Regions from separate parts of the Ovis aries genome. Here region 2 is linked to region 1. The links are chromatin contacts, called in public Hi-C maps. All regions are on one chromosome and are shown on one strand. Each heading gives the region's core, a stretch centred on a gene start, on an enhancer-like site or on the middle of the called end of the contact. The rest is flanking DNA. Distances are from core to core; before and after follow the strand shown. Region 1 holds the start of STOM (stomatin). Region 2 overlaps GSN (gelsolin).

Region 1 (6,131 bases), core at 3,053-5,552:
CGAAAGCACAAGAAAAGAAACTGACCTACAAGTCAAGAAGAGAGACCTGGGACAGACGCTTCCCTCAGGCTCCTCAGAAGAAACCAACCCTGCTGAGCCTTGATCTTGGACTCCTCACTTCCAGAACTGCAAGAAAAATGCGATTCTGATGCTTCGGCCATCCAGCCCATTGCACTTCACTACGTAAACCCCAGCAAACTAATTCAGGCTTCCCCGATGACACTAGTGGTAAAGAATCTGCCTGCTAATGCAGGAGATGCAAGAGACTTGGGTTCAGTCCCTGGGCTGGGAAGATCCCCTGCAGGAGGAAATGGCAACCCACTCCAGTATTCTTGCCTGGAGAATTCCAGGGAGAGAGGAACCTGCCAGGGTGTAGTCAAGGGGGCTGCAAACAGTAGGATCCGACTGAGTACACACACAGAGCAAACCAATACATGTGGAAAGGAATACTAGAAAGTAAGCTCCATGCAGGCAAGAATTTTTGTCTTTTTCGTTCATTGTTATATTCCAAGCACCTAGAACAGTGCCTGGCACATAGTAGGTGTTTGATAAATACCTGCTTTGTGAACTAATAAAGCAGATTAATAAAATTCTTGCCATAGATGACTCTACTAAATACCAATTGTGTTTTCTATTTTCATAAGATCTGAAAACACGAACAGCCAGTGCTCTTACCAAGTACTATGGTGTAACTGGTCTGCTGCCACAGCCCATATACAAAAGTCCTCTGGTGAAACTCCCGTTATGATGTAGTTCCTGGAGTAATTTCCTGAAGAACAGAAGAGTCAAGAAGACAAAAATACTACTATAATATAATAAATGTGAATTAGTCTACACAGAGAAACAGATCAACCTTGTCAGACCACTCCTGGGGAAAATTCCAGGAACAGATACAGCTTGCTGGTAATGCTGTTCTCACATAAGCATTTGGTTAGTTGATTTCACCACAGGCATTGTGAACAGCCTGGAATCATAATTTAAAGGGAAAATAAATAAGGACTTTTCTCTGCTGTTCTTCGGGTGCTTTTTAGGTGGACACAGAAAAAACACTAATTAAATTGCCTTCTTACATATTCAGTTACAAAGTCACGGTGCATGTCTGTTTTAAACACATATCCACGTCTTAATGTCATCACTATTACCATCAATCGATACTTAATTTGGTACCTTGAAGATGCTAGGAAAATAACAGCAAAATAAAACAAAAGAAATATGGGATGAATACTCTGATTTTAAATTCTATGCAAATATCCTTTAAATAGGGCTCCCCTGGTGGCTCAGATGGTAAAGAATCCCCCTGCAATTTGGGAGAGCTGGGTTTGATCCCTGGGTTGGGAAGATCCCCTGGAGGAGGGCACGGCAACCCACTCCAGTGTTCTTGCCTGGAGAGTCCCCATAGACAGGTGCCTGGCGGGCTACAGCCCGTGAGTCTGCAGAGTCAGAAAAGACAGCAACTAAGCATAGCACAGCATGTCCTTTAAATAACAGCTAGAGGAAAAATTCATCAAAATGATAATAGTTCTGTTAGAGGCAATAATACTATAAATAATTCTCTCTTCAATTTGTAATTTTATATAAGTCTCAGTTTTTAAATCATAAAGTTCTCAAAAAAACATTTTAACTTCTAATCATTACTGAAGTTAAAGCCACTTAGTCGTGTCCAACTCTGCAACCCTATGGACGGTAGCCTGCCAGGCTCCTCTGTCCATGTGGATTCTCCAGGCAAGAATACTGGAATGGGTTGCAAAGCCCTTCTCCAGAGAATCGTCCCAACCCAGGGATAGAACCCAGGTCTCCCGAATTGCAGGTGGATTCTTTACCATCTGAACCACCAGGGAGCCCAAATCATTACTGAAATTCCCTCAAAGAGAGAGGGTGATACAACAGTATTTATTTACAAAGTATGTTTTAAATTTTATTTATTAATTTTTGACTGCACTGGGTCTTTGTTGCTGCACGCAGGCTTTCTCTAGCTGCAGTAAGTGTGAGCTACTCTTCATTGAAGTGTTCGGGCTCTAGAACGTGACTTCAGTAGTTGTGGCCCACGGGTTCAGTTGCTTCATGCCATGTGGAATCTTTCCAGATTAGGGATCAAACCCTCATCCCCTGCATTGACAGGTGGATTGCTAACCACCGGACCACCAGAAAGTCCTAAAGGACGTTTAATCAGTAAATTTATATAGAATATGCATGAGAAAGCCAGAATACAATAGCTTCACGGGCAAACAAAATTCAGCATTTTAAACTCTTAAATCTGGAAATTCCCATCTACTTTGAGAGTAATTTAAAAATCAAGTCAAAGCTTGTTCTCAGTTTGGAGCCTGGAATTAGCTCCCACACTGATGCAATCTGAAGCCAGGGCCAACAAATGTTTACCAAAGTCTTTGTCCCAAAGGGAGAAGCCGCTTTTCTAAGCCTCCAGGAGGGAGGCTGTCGGGATCGCCTTGAGATTCGAATCAAGGCAGCAGGAGTAATAGTGCAAACACGAAATTCATTCTGAAGCATTTCCCTTTCCAGCAAACAGGAAAGCTACTTTCCCACCACTTCCAATTTGTGATCAAGCCCTCCTTTATTAAAGGTTTTAATTAGCTGCTTGTGCCTTCACTCCTTATTCCTGGGAACCATGGCATAAACAGGAAGTTCATGCCTCTGGGGCTTATTTGTTGCGGAATGGAAAATATGAAGCTGTGGACTTTCTCAAGGATGACTGAGAGGGAAAGGAGCCTTAAATTGCCATACTCCCCTCCTTATCTTCTCCAGAAGGCTTATAAACCAAGCCACTTCACAAGCAGTACTCCACTCCCACGAATATAAACAGTTCTTTCCCGATGTGACTGGAGATAAACTTGAGAGTTCTGCCTTAGGCTTGTACCATACGCTAGTGCCTGCACCCCAAAGCAACCGTGATCTGCCACCCAACACCCTTACAACTGTGTGTGCCCCGCTGTCTACCCTGACAACCACGGGGCTCCAGAGCTAAAGCTAAAAAGTCTACCATATCAGCTACCCAAACACCACAGTGCTGGATATTCTAAGGCCAGGCCGATGGAACAGCCCTGCAGCTTGACTGTAACGGTAGTTAAACAAAACTAGGCATGAGGCAAAATGGCACAGAAGGATACATACTTCGCGAGCCACTGTCGATTTCCTAGCTTTGATACTACACCTAAGATTTAACTATGAGAGGGAACTAGCTAGAGTGGACACATAAGCTCTCGCTACTGTCTTTGCAACTTGCGGAGAATCTGTATTTATTTCCAGATGAAAAAAAAAATTTTTTTAAGGGCATCTGCTCGTGCACCTCGCCATACTTTGAAATGCTTGCATCGGGACAAGTCATCGAGAATAAAACACAGCCCGGTTTTCCACCGTGAGGTTTCAGCCACCACCCAGCAGAAAGCTGGAGGTGGGGAATCCTCTCGCTAGTGCTTTTCTCTCCGCCTGGGATTCCCTCACCGACCTCCCACCGCGCCTGTCCTCCTTCCCACGGGTGGCTCCTTCTCACCTCTCGGTCAATGCCGCCTCCTTACCGAGGCTTTCCCTTGGCCCGGCATCTAGAGCGGCTACTCTCGGGGCTTTCCGAGCTCCCGGAGCCGTTCACTGCGGGCGCCCGCGGCCACGCGCAATGATTTGCTTTGTTGACTCGCCTGTAACAACTCCAGGAGGGCGGGCCCCGCGTCTCCCCGCGGCGTGCTGGGTCCCCAGCAATGAGTGCCCCGCCTGACTACGGCGGGGAAAGGACTTTATTTCAGTAAAGGGCACCTCATTCGAGTTCACTCCTTTGGGCTCGAGGCTGGCCGCACCGCCCTCTTCCCCTCTCACCACGGGAGCTCCCGGTCTAGGGCGGGCTCTGGTGCCCTCACTCTGGACGCGTGCCCCTCTGCTGCCTCCCTTCACCTGGCCCCTACCCGCCCAAGGAGGGCACCATCTCCTTCCAATTCGTTTGCCCAGAAGGAAGCCGTTTCAGAGCCTTTCTCCATAGCCCTCCCTCAGGCCACCCTCTCAGCCCCTTCCCCTATCTCCTCAGCCGCCGCTCCCACCCGGGTGGCCTCCGCCCTTCATTTCCGGCGACGCCCCTCCTTCCGGTGCTGCCCCCGGCCCGGACCCCGGCCTCAGGGGCGCCTCGCCCCTCAGGCCACGCCCCTCAGCCCTTGGCTAGCTGGGAGGGCGGGAGGAGAGGCCCCGTGGGAGGGGCGGGCGGCGGCTGGGGGCGTGTCCTCCTCCGTCCTGGGCGGCGATTGGCTGGGCCGCGGAGAAGGGGCGGGACTGCTGCCTGTGTCTCGGGGCTCCCGGGTCGTCTCCGGGCATTCTTCGCAGCTCCACCTCAGGCTCCGGCGACTTCGACGCGAGAGTAGCGACTCTGGTTCGGGCAGCATGTCTGACAAGCGGCCAGCAGTGGACACCCAAGCTCGGCGGCTTCCCGATTCCTTCAAGGGTGAGCCCCGTGCCCCTGGCGAGGCCCGTGGGGTCGCCCGCCGTCCCCTTCATCTCCTTTCGGGAAGAGCCCCAACCCAAAGCCCCAGGAATATCTCCGAGGTTCCATAGCCGAGTGACTGTTGCTCACAACCGACGTCTCTGCCCCTTGTACGCGGAGAATGATGAACCCTACTTCCCAGGCTGAGGGGAAAGTTTTAGGGATGTTAGGGTGCAGAATGCACGCCCAGTGCCCCGCACAGCCGGGACGCGGCATCGAGGGCGTGTCTCCGGTGCCCACAGCCAGAGCAGAGACTCGCGTTATCCAGCGGCTGCCAGATGCCAGGCCCTGTGCCAGCGCTTTCCGCTCGTTATCTCGTGGCGTGCACGAGTGACGGGCGGCAGCGGCTGGTGGAATCGGGGCCCAAACCTGCCCGCCACGCCCGGGGCGCGGGGGAAGTTGGCGTCTTCGCCCCACTCCGTTCCAGCCCCATCCGGGGACAGCTCCGCCACCCCGCTCTCGCCCACCCTCAGAGTAAGCCCGGGTCCTCCCGAGCTAGAAAGAACTCCTCCTGCTCCCCACCCTGGCCAGTTTGTCCTACTAAACCCGGGAACAGACCGGTGCGGTTTCGCCACAGGTTCCCTACACAGTTGCGGAAGAAGGCTCTTTTTGGCATCCTTCCTGTATCTCTTCCCAGCTTCACTTTCCGCCTCGCTCTGGCCCCTCCACTTCCCTTCCTTTGTTCTAGGAACATCGGCATGCTGGCTTTTGGCCCTCCCTAGGAATTGTGAGTTCCCCACCCTACCAGGGCCTTCCCAGTCTTGAAGACAGAAATTGTGTGGCTCAATTTGTTCCCCTATGAAGGGACTAGCACCCTTGAGAGGGCTAGCTCCTCGAACCGTTACTGGCTAACTCCTTGGGGGAGATGGGGGTGGTTCATAAAGAGAGGCTGTAAACCTCTCAGGAGTACTGGTTCCCTCCCAGGGGTTCTTAGTGATCCAAAGGAATTCTTCCTAAGGACAGAATTTAAGACAGAATGACAGTGAAAAATTTAGGGGGCTGGATGGGCTTTTCCAGCACCCCACAAAGATCACTGTACTGCAGGGGTCCCCAGACTCTGGGATTTAATGCCCGATGATCTGAGGTGGAGCTGATGTAATGATACTGGAAAGAAAGTGTCCAGTGAAGGTAATGCACATGAGTCATCCCGTCCACCCCTACCCCCACCTCCATGTGTGGAATCATTGTCTTCCAGGAAACTGGTCCTTGGTGCTAAAAAGGTTGAGGACCGCTGCACTGGACTCATCAGTTCTGATTATTTGTGATGACAGCCTTGTCCACTGATCCAGCATGCCCCCATTTCCTTTTCCAGCAATCTTTGTCTTTAGTTCCATTCCAGGAACATCAAAAGAATTATAGAAATCTTAAATTGTCACTTTTCTGTACCTTAAGTTTGGTGACACTCTGGTAGGAAATCCATGGAAGTTCTTTGGGAATAAACATGATCTTTGGACTTAATGTGAGTTGTTTTTCATGCTCACAGAACAGCATTCACTCTTTAAGTTCTTTTTCTTGATTCTGTACTTCACTACTTTTTAGACAGAAGTCTTTTTAAGAATCTAATGAAAACTGTGCACCTTTTCCTCTGAAAGTTATACATATAAACAACATTTTGCCTGGGCTCTGTCACCTTTTTTTAAAAAATGTAAGACTTAGA
Region 2 (5,822 bases), core at 176-2,675, 49 kb after region 1:
GCCAGCAGCTCCGTCCCCAGCGAGCAGCAAGCCCCCCGCCCCTCACTCCTACCTGGCTCGCTGCCTTCTGCCACCTGCACGGGTTGGGCCCGAAGCACCCTGAGCAGCTCCAGCGCCCCAGTCTTCTCTGCCTCACTGGCTCCCGCACCCACCCACAGGTAGGCGGCCGAGGGGGTTTTCAGGACAAAGGCATCGTTGGAATTCAGTGCTCCAGCCTTGGGCATCACCTGGGAGGGTAGTGCTCAATTAGTCAATCAGGAAACAGGTAAAAAGGCTTCAGCCCCCTCCTCACGGTCCAGGAGATGCTGCAGCAAGAGCAGCTCTTAAGGGTGGATTTGGAGGAGGGAGCGTGTGCCCCATCAGAGCTGAGGACAAGGACTCGGGACGCTGAGAGGCCTCGCTGACTCCCGTGAGTCACAAATGCACTGTGCTCAGCCAAGGAGACTCTAGAAACCTGGGATGCATTAATAGAAGTTGAGCACCCAGAACAAAGGAGGTGATGATCCCATTGTCCTCTAGGCTGCACAGTAGGATTATGCTCAGCTTCTGCACCTTCCACCATGAAAGGGACAGCAGCCAAGTGGAATGGAATCAAGAACAACATCCAGATCGTGAAGAATGGACTATTTGTTAGGTAGTGACTTGCCCGTCGTGGAAGGTATGCAAGGGACACTGGGCATTCTTGAAACAAGGGGAACTCTAATACATACAATCCTGCTGCCAGGGCAGGGAGATACAAAAAGCTGCTTCTTAGCCCCTCAGCCACCCCCACCAGATCCAGAGATCTGCCCATCAGGCCTGAGAGGTTTCTGAGAGGCCAATCCTGCTGGGGGTCCGGGGCCCGGGGCATTACCTCCACGGCCCGGGTGGCTCCAGAGCTGCTGGCCCGGACCTGGAAGAGGCGGGTGCTGGCAGGGGCCGTCTGCCCACCCTCGCGGGAGGTGCCACCCCTGTAGATGATCATGGGTTTCCCGCCGAACAGGCTCATGAGGTGAGCGGGCTCCTTGCCTTGGACCACACGGCTCTGAGAGGGAGATGGGAGCACAGGTCAGGAAAGGGAGGCACGAGCATCGTGCTGTGCACACACACTGGGCTCAGATCAGGGCAGCTGGCGTGGCCCAGGCTCACCCCCAAACAAGCCGTCACGCTTGGGTCTGTGTGTGGAGCGGGGCGTGGCCCTACAGCGCGCAGGGGCTGGCCGGGGAGCAGGACGTGCAGGAGGGCTGGAGATGGCCCTGCTGGCTGAGGTCCCCCGGGCACTGCTTTGGCGTTTCCCCTCCCACAAGGCCTGGCCTGGCTGAGGCTGGGTCCAGTCCAAGAACCCAGAGAGCCCATGTTTGCAAATATTCCCTTAAATGGAAGCCCAGGGATGGTTCGTGGACATTCTTCCCGGACTGTGACGTCAGCCTCGGCCAAGAAAGCTGGCAGAGTGGTGAGAAAAGAGCCTTCCAGGTCTGGAGAGAGCCCTCCTGCAGAGCCAGTGCAGACTGCGGTCGAGGGCTTGGCGGTGGGAGGAGGGGACAAGGAGGTCTGAGCGGAGGACGGACCTCCTCTGTCCTCCCATCTGCTCCTGCCCTGTGTGCCCGCGTCACTTCAGATTCCAGCTGTGGCCCGTGCTGCCTGTATCCAGATCACCGCACACGGTGGCTCGTGGTCCCTTCCTAGCAAGAGCCACCACTGCTGGGTCAGAGCCTAGACCCCAGCTCCACCCTGCTGGTGAGAATTCAGGCCGTGTGTGATTATACACCCTCTGCCCGCATGTCTAATGAACCTCTTTCTCCCACGACTAGACTGTAATAAACCACATCACAGCGGTTCAGGGCAGGGCGGGGCTGGGAGCCGGGGGGAGGATCTATCTGTGTTCACGTTTGCAGACGCAGCGTCCGCATCCTGCATAAATGTCTGTCAAAAGGATGGATGCGTGGGATGAGGGACGGTCAGATGAGTGAGCAGCGGGCTGGGCTCACCTGCACGGGAGTCCCTCCCAGCTCCTCGTCCAGCTGAGCCGTCAGGATGGCCGAGGCGGCGACCTCATCCTGGGTGGACTGGGCGCCCTGCCTGGAAGGGAAGTGAACCTCAGCACCTCGGTTTGCACAGAGGCCAGGGCCCCTCCGTCACCCTGGGCTTGAGAAACCCACAAATCTCCAGATTACAGGTAATGAAACTGACAAATAGAGAGGAAAAGAGATTTCTCTGAAAAGGAACCAGAGCCAGGAACCAGACCAACACACCACACACCCCAGCTCAGCATGTCGTCTTCTTACAGCGGTCTGACCACAACCAGGGGACGTCCTCGTCCCAAACCTGCCCCACAGGGAGATGCACGGACAGGGGCTTTCTGCCTCACCCCTTCCTCTGCCGTCTAAATTTCCCATGACTGACCTGTGTTATCTGCATAAGCAGTCTAACAGATCAACGTGCTGATCAAAGGAAATGTTCTAAAAGCCTTCTCGTGAATTTTGTTCCATGTGTGTATTATTAATATCTAGTCCAGAAACATTTCTTTCAAGCTGCTTGTAAAAGTCTGAGGTTGTCAAACTGAGAGGCAACCTACAGAATAAGACTAATGCTCTTCCACAGCATCCAAGCTGGGAAAGAAGAGTGATGCCTGAGGAACTGTCACAGATTAAAAGACGGAGAACACGATGATTAAATGCCACTGAGGAGATGTGATGACTAAATATCATGTGAGACCCTGGGTTAGATCCCAGGCCAGAAAAAGGACATTAGTGGGAGAACTGGCAAAATTCAAGAAGCATCTATAGAGGAGGACATGGTCTTGCAACAATGTTAATTTCCCAGTTTTGAAAACTGAACTATGGTTAAGTAAGAGGTGACCCTAGAGGGAACTGTAACAGATAACTGTCTGCACTGTTTTTGCAACTTTTCAGCAAGTCATTTCAAAACGAAAAGTTTAAAAAACAAGAAACCCATCAGTCAACCTTTAAGATTGCACAGAAAGAGAAATGAACTGAAAAATATTATACTGAGATATCATTTTATCAACTCTAAAGTTGACAAACAGCGGAAGTGTGATAACACAGTCCACCAGTGAGACCAGGAGGAAACAGATACTCTCATCTGTCACTGGTGAAAATGCAAACGGCACAAAGTTCATCTAGAGAAACTGGGTGCTATCTGTCAAAAGGACGAGCGCATTCACTGTCAGAGCCAGCAATCCAACTTCTGGGAACTCACTCTAAAGATATTTCTCTACGCATCCAAAATGATGTTTGTTTAAGCCAACTAATCATAGCAGTGCTTGTAATAGTAGGAGTCTGGAATCAAAGCAAATATGCATCCGCAGGGAATTTGTTAAATAAACTACAGGACAGCCACACAGTGGAATATTACATGGCTGTAAAAAAAAAAAAAAAAAAAGAGTAAGGGAGCTCTTTATGGACTGACATAGTCTGAGCTCCAGGAAGTATTAACTGAAAAAAAAAAAAGCAAAGTGCAGGACAGTATACACAGTATGCCATCTTTTGCATAAGGAAGGGAGGGGAACTAGGGATACAGGGTCAGCTTTGCTTTTATCTGCATAAAAATGGCTGGAAGGGTATGTAAGAGGCTAATGAAGGCAAGCACCCACAGAGGAGTGAGGGTTTTAGAGCAAGGTGGGAAAAGTCGTAAACATATCATCTCTCGTTAAAGAATTAAAAATAATTCTTAGTTAGAAAACATCAGAGGATAAATAGAACTTAGAGTGGAATTGAGGGAGAGATTTTCTGTTCGTTTCTCCCTAGTCCCCATGTCTCTCCTACAATGGACGTGTGATGCTTTTATGAGATGAGTTTACAATTTGTTTTGAGAGTAAGACCAGCGGTCTTGCCCCGGAAACAAAAGCCTTTCCCCGTGGAGCACGGCTGTGCTGGTGCAGGTTCACACACCTGCAAGCTCTCCTCAGCCCTGTCCTCTGCCCCAGCCGTGATCCCGGCCTGGGCCCACCGCCCCACTCTCTGCCCCGGCTCCGCCCCCTCTGCCCCCGCCCCCTCTGCCCCCGCCCCCTCTGCCCCCGCCCCCTCTGCCCCCGCCCCCTCTGCCCCCGCCCCCTCTGCCCCCGCCCCCTCTGCCCCCGCCCCCTCTGCCCCCGCCCCCTCTGCCCCCGCCCCCTCTGCCCCCGCCCCCTCTGCCCCCTCTGCCCCCTCTGCCCCCTCTGCCCCTCTGCCCCCTCTGCCCCCGCCCCTCTGCCCCCTCTGCCCCCGCCCCCTCTGCCCCCGCCCCCTCTGCCCCCGGCTCCGCCCCTCTGCCCCGGCTCCGCCCACTCTGCCCCGGCTCCGCCCACTCCGCCCCCTCTGCCCCCGTGGTGGCCGTGCTCCTGGCATGGGGCCCCGCTCCGCCCCAAGCACAGGACCCCAGACCCTCACCAGGTGTAGATGATCTGTCCCTGGCGGCCGCCGTGGCGGTAGTTGTACAGGATGATGTAGCTGTCACCGCCGTAGAACTGTCCGTACGTGGCGGGGTCCACGGGCACTTTGTTGGAACCTTCAATTCTCCAGATCTACCAGAGCAAAGCTGGGCTCAGACATCGGGCGGCATTCCCGGCCCCCAACTCTGACCAGCTGAGAAACCAGGGGGTGCTGGGTAGCGGTTACACCACAGGATTGCCCTCGGACTCAGCCTGAAGTTAAATAACTTGCTGGAATCACGGAGCCACTAAGATTCAAACCCAGGTCTTCTGTTCCAGATCCAGACAGCGCACCCCTGCTCCCCCGTACTTTCTCCCCCTCGAGAGCAGCCCAGGGACTGGCAGCTGCATGGTGGGGTTTAGAAAATGCTTTCGCTGCGTGTTACACAGCACAGGCTCGGGGTACAAATCAATGTACGACCTGGAGCCAAATCAGGCTCTACCCCCTCGCAGACTGTGCACCCTTGGACAACTTGCTTAATGTCTATGGGCCTCAGTTTCCTGAGCTGAAAAGTGGGAATAATAAGGGATATTGTAAGGATCAAATGAGCTAATTCTTGAGCAGTGTTTGGCACAGGATGATGGCCCTGCAGGTGGTGGCTACTCTTAGTAATAATTACGATGGTGATGATGATTACTAATGTTGCCATTAGCTGTATCAGCAAGCTGTCTGGATTTTAGATATCACCTGCAGAGGCAGGGTCGTCACTGAGTGACCTCAGAATGACTCCTGCTGGCAGATCTCTTTGCAGAGCTCGGATGACACGGTTTTCCAAGCGGTCATGAAGCCCTGCAGCGCCACCTGGTGGTGCCGCGAGTCCAGGCAAATAGGATCTTTGAACCTTGAAAATTCTTGAAGGTGATGGAGTGGGATTAAGCCTCATTTTCCCAGGGGCTTCCCTGGTGGCTCAGACAGTAAAAACATCTCCCTGCGATGCAGGAGACCTGCGTCCGACCTCTGCGTCAGGAAGATCCCCTGGAGAAGGGAATGGCAACCCACTCCAGTATTCTTGCTCATGGACAGAGGAGCCAGGCGGGCTACAGTCCAGGGACTAACATTTAACTTAAGCTTCATTTCACGGATGAGGAAAGTGAGATTCAAAAAGGCTGAGTAACTTGCCCAAGACCACTCCGCTGAGCTCCCAGGGCTCTCTCCACGCTGCCCTATCCTGGATCGCGTTCATCTCACGCTCCTCTGCCACTGAACTAACGGACCAATGGCAAAACCAGTAATTAAAAAAATGAGCTTTTTTTCCATTTCTATTATGTAGGATGGAATCAATGTCTGAAGTTAATCCTACCTCCTAAACATCTCTGAACCCCACTCCCCACCTCTCCAGCTTCACTGTGAGCTCCTTGGGCTCGAGGCCATTTCTTCTCCCTAAACTGCTGCACGACCTCCGCGTGAGGCCTC

The links. A called contact is a pair of places that touch in the nucleus more often than the background predicts.
Region 2: a Hi-C map of liver shows a contact between it and region 1, with 2.4 times the contacts expected there. The contact joins the enhancer-like site here to the promoter of STOM in region 1. A contact is called at or near these places in 3 of 16 Hi-C or Micro-C datasets (hypothalamus, liver and tail adipose tissue).

What each region holds. Positions count from the first base shown.
Region 1 is chr2:2,177,618-2,183,748 of ARS-UI_Ramb_v3.0, forward strand. STOM (stomatin) reads left to right here and starts at 4,303. Exons shown (of 7, transcript XM_027964046.2): 1 at 4,303-4,435. The coding sequence starts at 4,375. LOC105606506 (a long non-coding RNA gene) reads right to left here and starts at 4,066. Exons shown (of 5, transcript XR_001433962.4): 1 at 3,506-4,066; 2 at 676-769; 3 at 26-126.
Region 2 is chr2:2,229,051-2,234,872 of ARS-UI_Ramb_v3.0, forward strand. It overlaps GSN (gelsolin), which reads right to left. Exons shown (of 17, transcript NM_001246006.1): 10 at 4,368-4,501; 11 at 1,968-2,058; 12 at 854-1,024; 13 at 53-227. Among named protein-coding and RNA genes, the nearest start is that of GSN, 38 kb to the right of the region's middle. Within about 2 kb of position 1,426, at least 15 of the 54 cell types and tissues checked have an H3K27ac peak or open chromatin away from gene starts, as enhancers often do. A contact at or near this core is called in liver, where this site is marked.